2 separate regions of the Sus scrofa genome follow, and region 2 is linked to region 1. Evidence: chromatin contacts called from public Hi-C data. All regions are on one chromosome and are shown on one strand. The core of a region is the stretch at or near the end of the contact, and the rest is flanking DNA. Distances in the headings are between cores, read along the strand shown. Region 1 overlaps LOC110260247 (a long non-coding RNA gene). Region 2 overlaps LOC102161266 (a long non-coding RNA gene).

Region 1 (4,109 bases), core at 676-3,175:
AGCCTTTGTTGTTTTTCGAAGGTGTTTACTTTCAAATTGACAGCTCTCTGCCTTGGGGCCTGCTCTGAAGATTGCCTTGCCTGGGTTGGCTTTCGGTCTAGGGCCCAAAATAAACTAACAGATAGACGGACCAGAATTAGAGTAAAAACAAGCTCAGACCCCACCCCTGACCCCAAACAAAACACTGTTGTTATATAGCACTGCAAGCCAAAGGAAGCAGTTTGTTTCACATGGAAATGCAATACATAATTTGCATGACAGAAGAACAAAATATCAAAGAAATAGAATATATACGTACAAAGAGGAAAATCTCAACCATTATAAAAATTCTACTAAGGGAGTTGTCATGGCTCAGTGATTAATGAATCCGACTAGCAACCATGAGGTAGCGGGGTCGATCGCTGGCCTTACTCAGTGGGTTAAGGATCTGGCATTGCCATGAGCTGTGGTGTAGGTTGCAGACGTGGCTCGGATCCCGAGTTGCTGTGGCTCTGGTGTAGGCTGGCGGCTACAGCTCCGATTAGACCCCTAGCCTGGGAACCTCCATATGCTGTGGGAGCGGCCCAAGAAAAGGCAAAAAGACAAAAACAAAAACAAACAAAAAAAATTCTACTAGGGTGTTAGTACATATCTCCCTTATTTATATAATAACAAAACAGGAGCAACTGTAATAATAATCAATTTTTAGCACTCACTATGCACCAGGTACCCATTTGAAAGGTTTTACTTGGATTATTTCATTTAATCTGACAATGCTACGGGATACATATACTATTACTACCCTCATTTTATAGATGAGGCAATTGAGGAACTGAATTACTAAATAATTGGATAGCTGATAAGTGGCAGAGCCAGGATTAGAAAACTTTTGGAGCTTCTGTTTTTAACTTTGCAGAACTAGTTCCTATTTTACTAAAAAAAGGAGGGTTTTTTTTTTTTAATAGACCATTCAAGAGTTCTCAAACACTTGAATACACATTAAATATCCTCTGTTATTTTTAACCTTCATAATTTTCAGTGGAAATTCTTCTAAAGTGTGCTATACACATCACTGACTCCTTAGATAGAGGACACTGAATTTAACCTTTTCTTAAAGATTCCATGTTGGTATCATAGATTTTATTTGAGGAGGTTAAATGGAACCTCACTCTCTCAGGCTTGTTAAGGTTTCCAGAGTGAAGTCACTCAGACTCACTGCACTGAACAATAAAGGGGTCCTCCTGGCCCTCCATCCCTTTTAAATGTAACTGCACTGCTCATGGCCCCTGCCTAGGTGTCAGCCCCAGACAGTTGTGCTCTGTTCTCCATGGCCTTGCAGCTTCTCAGCCAAGGCTGATGACACCCACTGGACTCCTGACCTAAAGCAACCAAGCTCTAGGCTGGCTGGCAGTCCCCAGCCAGAACCAGAGGGAAAAGTTTAACCCCAACTGGACCATGTGGTTCAGGTTCTTCCTGTGGAGATTTTGAGCTGGGAATGACTGGTTAGCTGTGAGAAGCCATGAGGGAGAATAAGCCAAAGTTATGAGGAAGGAGGCATAATCATGATAAGCAGAAGCTGTGAGGTAGAAACCAAGTAGAGAACAAGAGTCCGGAGTCTAATACCTGCAGCAGGGGGCGGGGTATGCAAATAAGGTACAAGGGCGTGGCGAAGGTAGCCCGCAGGGCAAAGATCCGAGTGACTGCCAAGTTCATGCCTCACCCAAAGACTTTGGAATTCTAAATGTGAGGGCGCCACACCGGCCAAACAGTTAAGTCTGCAGGTCGCAATAGGTCAAGAGCTGGCAGCTTACAAATTCCAAAGAGGGGATGAGGAAGCCGGTTAGGGGAGGCAGAGAAGCGGCAAGACACTGCTAGTAGGCGCAGCCAGGGGGGAGAGCTGAGGCCCATAAATAACTGATCGCTGAGGTGACGATGTGCAAACTCCCGATGCTGAAGTCCTGGGGTAACCTTGGATTCTCAACGGTGTCCTGGTTCCAGTCTTCTTGAGGTCTGGCTCCGCTACAGCGCCTGTCCTTCCAGAGGCTTGGTGATTTGGCCTTTGGTGGTTCCCACGAGGCCCTGTGGGGCTGAAGTCCTTGTTTTCTTCATTCCTTACAACTCCTTCCCCTAATATTAGATGTAACTCGAGCCATTCCTCGGAACCAGAAGAGCCTGACAAAAACACCCTCTACAGCCCAAGATTGCTCTTTTTTTCCCCTTTGGAATTATTGTTCTCCTATTTATAGCTTTTCTACTTCCTCCTTTGCTGCTAGGCTGTCAACCATGGCTTTTTATGGCTAAAGTGTGCATGCTTCTACTAGCCATTCTCTGCTTGTTACTAAGGCCACTTGTAGGTGTGGACAGAGATCTGGAAGCTTGGTGGGAATTTTTGAAAAATTAAAGTAACCAGGCAATTAAAGAAGCGTAAATTTTATGGTATGAATTATATCTCAGTAAAGCTGTTATAAAAACTAAATAAGCAACAAAAGCTTCCTGGTGTCACACAAGCTTTAGTAGGTAGTATTTTGGAAGTGTAATTTGACTGTTCAGATGCCTTTCTTGTTTACCTTTGGCTTTAGTCCAATCAGTGAATGGCCTATTAAAGTATCCCTTGATTCTCAGGAACCAAAACGCACTGGGGATGACCCAAGTAAAGATTTTATTTTAAGACATTAATCAGAACTCAACTGAAAGAAGTACGCAGGGTCAGAGAGCTGCTCTCTCATTCTGCTGTTCTTTCCCTCCTTCCCTCTAGCTCTTTGGTTCCTTAATTTCCTTTGTCCTTGTTTCACAGCTGCTCCATCTTCCTCTCTGCAGATGAGCTATTCTGTGTCCTCATAAAGTTTTCAGTTTCTTTTCCTTCATAGCACTGGCTGGCACATGGCTCTGGGCTGCCATGCTGCCAATTTTGGCAACAACTCTTCATGACCTTGCATCTTCGATGCCAGCACTCTCCAGTGCAGCCTCTGGGTCTCTGAGAGTGTAACTAACTCATGGGGGCCAAGTGTCTGTCCCTGGTCAAGGGAGCTGGTCAGAGAACGGGGCAGGACTTCTCCTTAAGGGATGTTCTTCCTGTCTGCAGGCAGCAGGCTCTCTGAGGAGGTGTTGGTGGGGAGGGGGAATGATCTGTATTTCAACCAGAGTGAAATTCCTAAATCTCTGAGCCCTAACAGATAATGTGTTATTACATATTTATATTTCCTCCATTCAATGCTTAGTGTCCTGCTAAAAAACTCAAATATTATTTACTGAAACAATAAACAATTCTTTTTTTTTTTTTTTTTTTTTGGTCTTTTTGCCTTTTCTAGGGCTGCTCCCACGGCATATGGATGTTCCCAGGCTAGGGGTCTAATCAGAGCTGTAGCTGCCGGCCTACATCACAGCTCAAGGCAACGCCAGATCCTTAACCCACTGAGCAAGGGCAGGGATCGAACCTGCAACCTCATGGTTCCTAGTTGGATTCGTTAACCACTGAGCCATGATGAGAACTCCTAAACAAGTTGGTTGTTGATGATTGCCTATCCCCATCTGGAGGTAGAAGACCTAGCCTAGTCAACAGGCATCCTCTTGGTTTTCCTTCATGTATTAATACAAAAAATATTAAAGGCAATTCTTCCCTTCACCTCTTTCCTGTCGTCTCTCAGGATCCTATTACTCCAGTATCTTTGCAAAACTTTAGTTCATGTTCAACCAAACATAACGAAAATTTAATATTTAACAACATAGCTAAAAATCATGGCTGATGTTTCAGGGAAAAGCCACTTTAAACTCCACATTGCATTGACACAGAGATGCTTTCCTGTCTGAGAAGCTGTCACAAATGTAGTGGTGATTTGATGATTTGTCTAAAGGCACTACTTTTATTTATTTATTTATTTGTTTGTTTCTTAAGTCACTGTTTTTAAAATCACGTTTCCTTGCCTTCACGAAAGTATGAAATAATTATGAGTCAATCAGGGGTGGAAGAGTGTATTATTAGATTTTCAAAAGATGCCAAGTGGTGGAGGAAAGTCTTCTCCTAGGCCAAGATAAAAAATAGTTTTATTTTAAAAACAATATAATGCAAAATGAAGGTACCTTCATTTTCGGTCGAACATCTGAATGGCACTGAAGAGTTTTCAAACATTTTT
Region 2 (4,109 bases), core at 1,131-3,630, 150 kb after region 1:
ATGGACACCTTACCAAAATCACACACAAAAGAGTGCTAGCAAGTTCTTAAGGCCTGAGACCCTGTGGGATAGGCGTCAGGACAAGCAGAGGTCAGTGGGTGGGTTAACAGCAAAGGCAGGCCCTGACTGGGATGCACTCAGACTTAAGAGAAAAGGGAGAGAGTTCCCATGGCGGCTCAGGAGAAACGAACCCAACGAGTACCCATGAGGATGCAGGTTTGATCCCTGGCCTCGCTCAGTGGGTTAAGGATCCAGCGTTACCTTAAGCTGTGGTGTAGGTCGCAGATGCAGCTCAGATCCCATGTTGCTGTAGGCCTGGGCTGGGAACTTCCATATGCTGCAGGTGCAGCCCTAAAAGAAAAAAAAGAGAGAGAGGGGATCCTAAGGCACCCCCCCCAAAATTGGTGAGCACGTGGCTATCTCCAGCTGGACAAATTCCCATGGATCGCAGTCTCTGGAAACGCCGTACTGGATTCCCCCTTCACCCCTCCCCCATCTCCAAGCCAAAGGGGCACATTATTCCACAGACACCCAATAAATGTCCAATGCTCCCCCTAAATCTTTTTCCCTTCTCTTGTATGTTGGTAGATGGGAGAAACCAGCTTCAGCTGGAGGGGGGTGGGTACAGCCTACAGGACCCCGTGTCAAGGGCTGTAACCCCAAATTTGGTTCATTTCCCATTACCCATATCATTAAGGCAAATGTGTCTGGATACGATCTGAGGAAATTATCCAGAGACAAATATTACAAGACTGATGCTGGGCTCAAAGCTCTGAAATGCGTTTGTGTTCAGGGAAGATGTTTGCTAATGTTTCGTTTGTATTTCCCCTGGAGCTGGTACACATCAGTGAGGGCTGGGGATAATGAATAACAGCCCAGATAATAAATTTTAAAATAAACAAAATAAAAACTCCAAGAATGCTAATGCAGACCAGGGCTGGGATATGGTGTGTGTTACCAAGACAGCAACCATTGGTGAGCAGGTTCTATTATCTGCTCCTTAGAAGCAGTTGTGGCTGATTATTAGATTGTATTAGTTCTGCAGTTATAAAATTCTCAATCTGTCATGTTGCAAGGGTGACAAATGGGGCGAGAGCAGGAGGGTGGACTTGGGGAGAGAGAGGAATGGGGTCTGTGGCAGGGGTTGTGGGCTGTCCACCAAAACCCATCTCTCTCTCCTTCCTGGGTGGGAGCCAGGCAATATTCCCTGCTCCTCCGGCGGTAGGGGTGGCCCTAAGACCGACTTCTAGCCACTGGGGTGGGAGGAGCTTTTGAAGCACATCAGCTCCATGCTTCCTTTGCGTTCTTGTTCCCTTTCCAGGGCTCTGAGCCCTTGGGGATGATGGAGCCACAGCTGAAAGGAGCCTGGATCCCTGAATTGCCATGCAACGTAGAGGCACCTGCTGACCCTGGAATGTTATATGATCCAGAAATCTGTTGTACTTCTATTATATTTGAGTCAATGCATTTGGGGGTCTGGTTGTGCAGTGGTTCAGTCTCCCCTAATGAAGGCAGGGCCAATCAGCATGCCCACCACAGGAATTCTGGAATGGGGGGGTGGGGACCACAGAATCTTTGTTTTTCAGAAGAGCTCACTGCTGGGGCTCCTGGAGAAAAGGTGCAGAGGACACTGGAGCTGAGCGTCGAGACCTGGGACCCCAGAGCAGGACCCCAAGCCAAGCAGGGAAGGGTGGGCTGCCCCACCTCCTGAGCAAGGAGGAGAGTCTCAGAGATATGGGCTCTTCCGGGGCCCCTCTGGGGACAATAGGAAAGACTTTGAGTGTGACAGTTATTCAAAATGCTCTCTGGAAACTAAGATCCCTTTCTTCAATGGAAAGACCCAGAGGTTAATCAAACAAACCAGCCAAACAAATCAAACACAGCAGGTTTCTTTGGAGGAGCTTGGGAAGAATGAACACCCAGAGAGGACGTGTCAGCTTACCCGCAAGTGCTGCCCTGGTGACCCAATGCACCAGAGGCTCCTCTATAAATCGGTCCCTAAAAGGCACCACTGGTGAGTGTAAATGCAGAGACCTGTGGGCTCAGGAGCAGCTGGCCTCAGTGAGGCCCCAGGGACTGTGTGTAAAGGACCCTGATAGCTGCCGCCGCCGCCGCCCACCGCAGCAGCAGGCTCATCCTGAACCTTGTGAGAAAAGCCTGAGACTCAGGGCTTGGAATCGGAGAGACATGGCCTTGAGGTTGACCGCATGCCCCTGATGATCGCCTCCAAGATGCTGTGACCCCAAGGAAGTGACAAGTCCGTGTAAAGAGATGTCAAATCCACACGTTAATGACATTCCAGTGACGCCCATGGGTGTGTATCTGTAAAGACCGACTCCCATGAAAAGACATTTTCAACTGGAGGGAGAAAAAAGACTGTCGTCTCCAAAATAGTCATTCAATAAATATTTACTTAGACGTCACAAAGTCAAGCAAGGCCTACCTCCTGTCCTGTTGTTCATAAAATACGAGTGTGGTTTCCCAAAATAGGAGTACGTGTGTCAAGAAGACGAAGGAGCAATTCAGTAGGAAAACAGCATTCAGGGAAGAGAGAGAAACAAAATCTATTAAAATTCAAGAAACGAATAATGTGTGTCCAAGGTCAGTTATATTTCAGAATGATTCCAAAAATGTCTAGGAAATCCTGATTGACTTAATTCCCAAAGGATTGAGCTTGAATTAAATGCCATCTTTGTATACACTCAGCAGGAACTGATTTTTTTTTTTTTTTTGTCGTTTCTTGGGCCGCTCCCGTGGCACATGGAGGTCCCAGGCTAGGGGTCCAATCGGAGCTGTAGCCACCAGTCTATGCCAGGGCCACAGCAACGTGGGATCTGAGCTAAGTCAGCGACGCACACCACTGAGCAAGGCCAGGATCGAACCCACAACCTCATGGTTCCTAGTCGGATTCGTTAACCACTGCGCCACGAGGGAACTCCAGCAGGAGCTGAATTTTAACTGCCCTTAAAAGCCATACAATTACTCCCCTGCCCTGGAGAAGGTGGGAACCAGGCTTTGGCACTGAACCCCAGCTTGGTGGGTCTGAGAGCAGATATGCGTGTGCCCTGGGGAGGACAAAGGCCAGAGAGGTTGGTGCGGGTGCGTATAAGAGGGAGGCTGGACAGCTAGACCATTGTACTTGAGGCGTCCCTTGCTCTTATTAAGAGTTGTAAATCCCCAGATCAACTTAAGCATTCACATAAAAACATAACATCCAGGAGTTCCCATCGTGGCGCCATGGTTAACAAATCCGACTAGGAACCATGAGGTTGCGGGTTCGATCCCTGGCCTTGCTCACTGGATTAAGGATCAGGCGTTGCCACAGCTTGGATCCCACATTGCTGTGGCTCTGGCATAGGCCAGTGGCTACAGCTCCAATTCGACCCCTAGCCTGGGAACCTCCATATGCCGCAGGAACAGCTCAAGAAAAGGCAAAAAAACAAAAACAAGCATAACATCCAAAGTGAAACTAGGTTTAAAATATTTACAAAGCTAAACATACTCTTACCATACAATCCAGCAATTGTTCTCCTTGAAAACTTAACTTTCATACAAAAACCTGCACACAGATGCTGATAGCAGCTTTCTTCATAATTGTCCAAAGCTGGAAACAACCAGGATATCCTGCTGTAGGTGAATGGATCCACTGTGGTGCCTCCAAGCAACAGAATTGTATTCAGCAATAAACGAGATGAGCTAGTCAACCACAAAAAGACAGGAAGGAAACTTAAATGGGTATTACTAAGTGACAGACGCCAACCTAAAAAAGGTTCCATGTTGTATAATTCCAACTGCTATACCTGACATTCTAGAAAAGGTGAAACTATGGAGACTATAAAAAGATCAGTGGCTGCCAGCAACTGGGGCAAGAGGAGAGGGGTGAGGAACTGGAGGAGAGGGGAGGATAGTGAGAAGATGGGATTTGGGGGGCAGTGTAACCCCTCTGTATGGTACGGTAGCCATGGACACGTCTCATTGAACCTTTGTCCAAACCATAGAAGGTACAACACCTTCTACGAGAACCAAGAAGAGAATCAGTATACAGACTTTAATTAAAAATAAAGTGTGAAAATTGGCTCATCAATTATAACCAATGTGCCACACTAATG

Evidence for each region. Hi-C and Micro-C count contacts between places; a contact is called where the count stands out from the background.
Region 2: a Hi-C map of liver shows a contact between it and region 1, with 4 times the contacts expected there. A contact is called at or near these places in 3 of 47 Hi-C or Micro-C datasets (alveolar macrophages and liver) and 1 of 2 datasets of targeted methods (alveolar macrophages).

Annotation. Positions count from the first base shown.
Region 1 is chr4:36,631,012-36,635,120 of Sscrofa11.1, reverse strand. The region is part of intron 3 of LOC110260247 (a long non-coding RNA gene); the gene reads right to left. Among named protein-coding and RNA genes, the nearest start is that of RNF19A, 57 kb to the left of the region's middle.
Region 2 is chr4:36,477,537-36,481,645 of Sscrofa11.1, reverse strand. LOC102161266 (a long non-coding RNA gene) reads right to left here. Exons shown (of 2, transcript XR_002343182.1): 1 at 3,509-4,109. Among named protein-coding and RNA genes, the nearest start is that of ANKRD46, 79 kb to the right of the region's middle.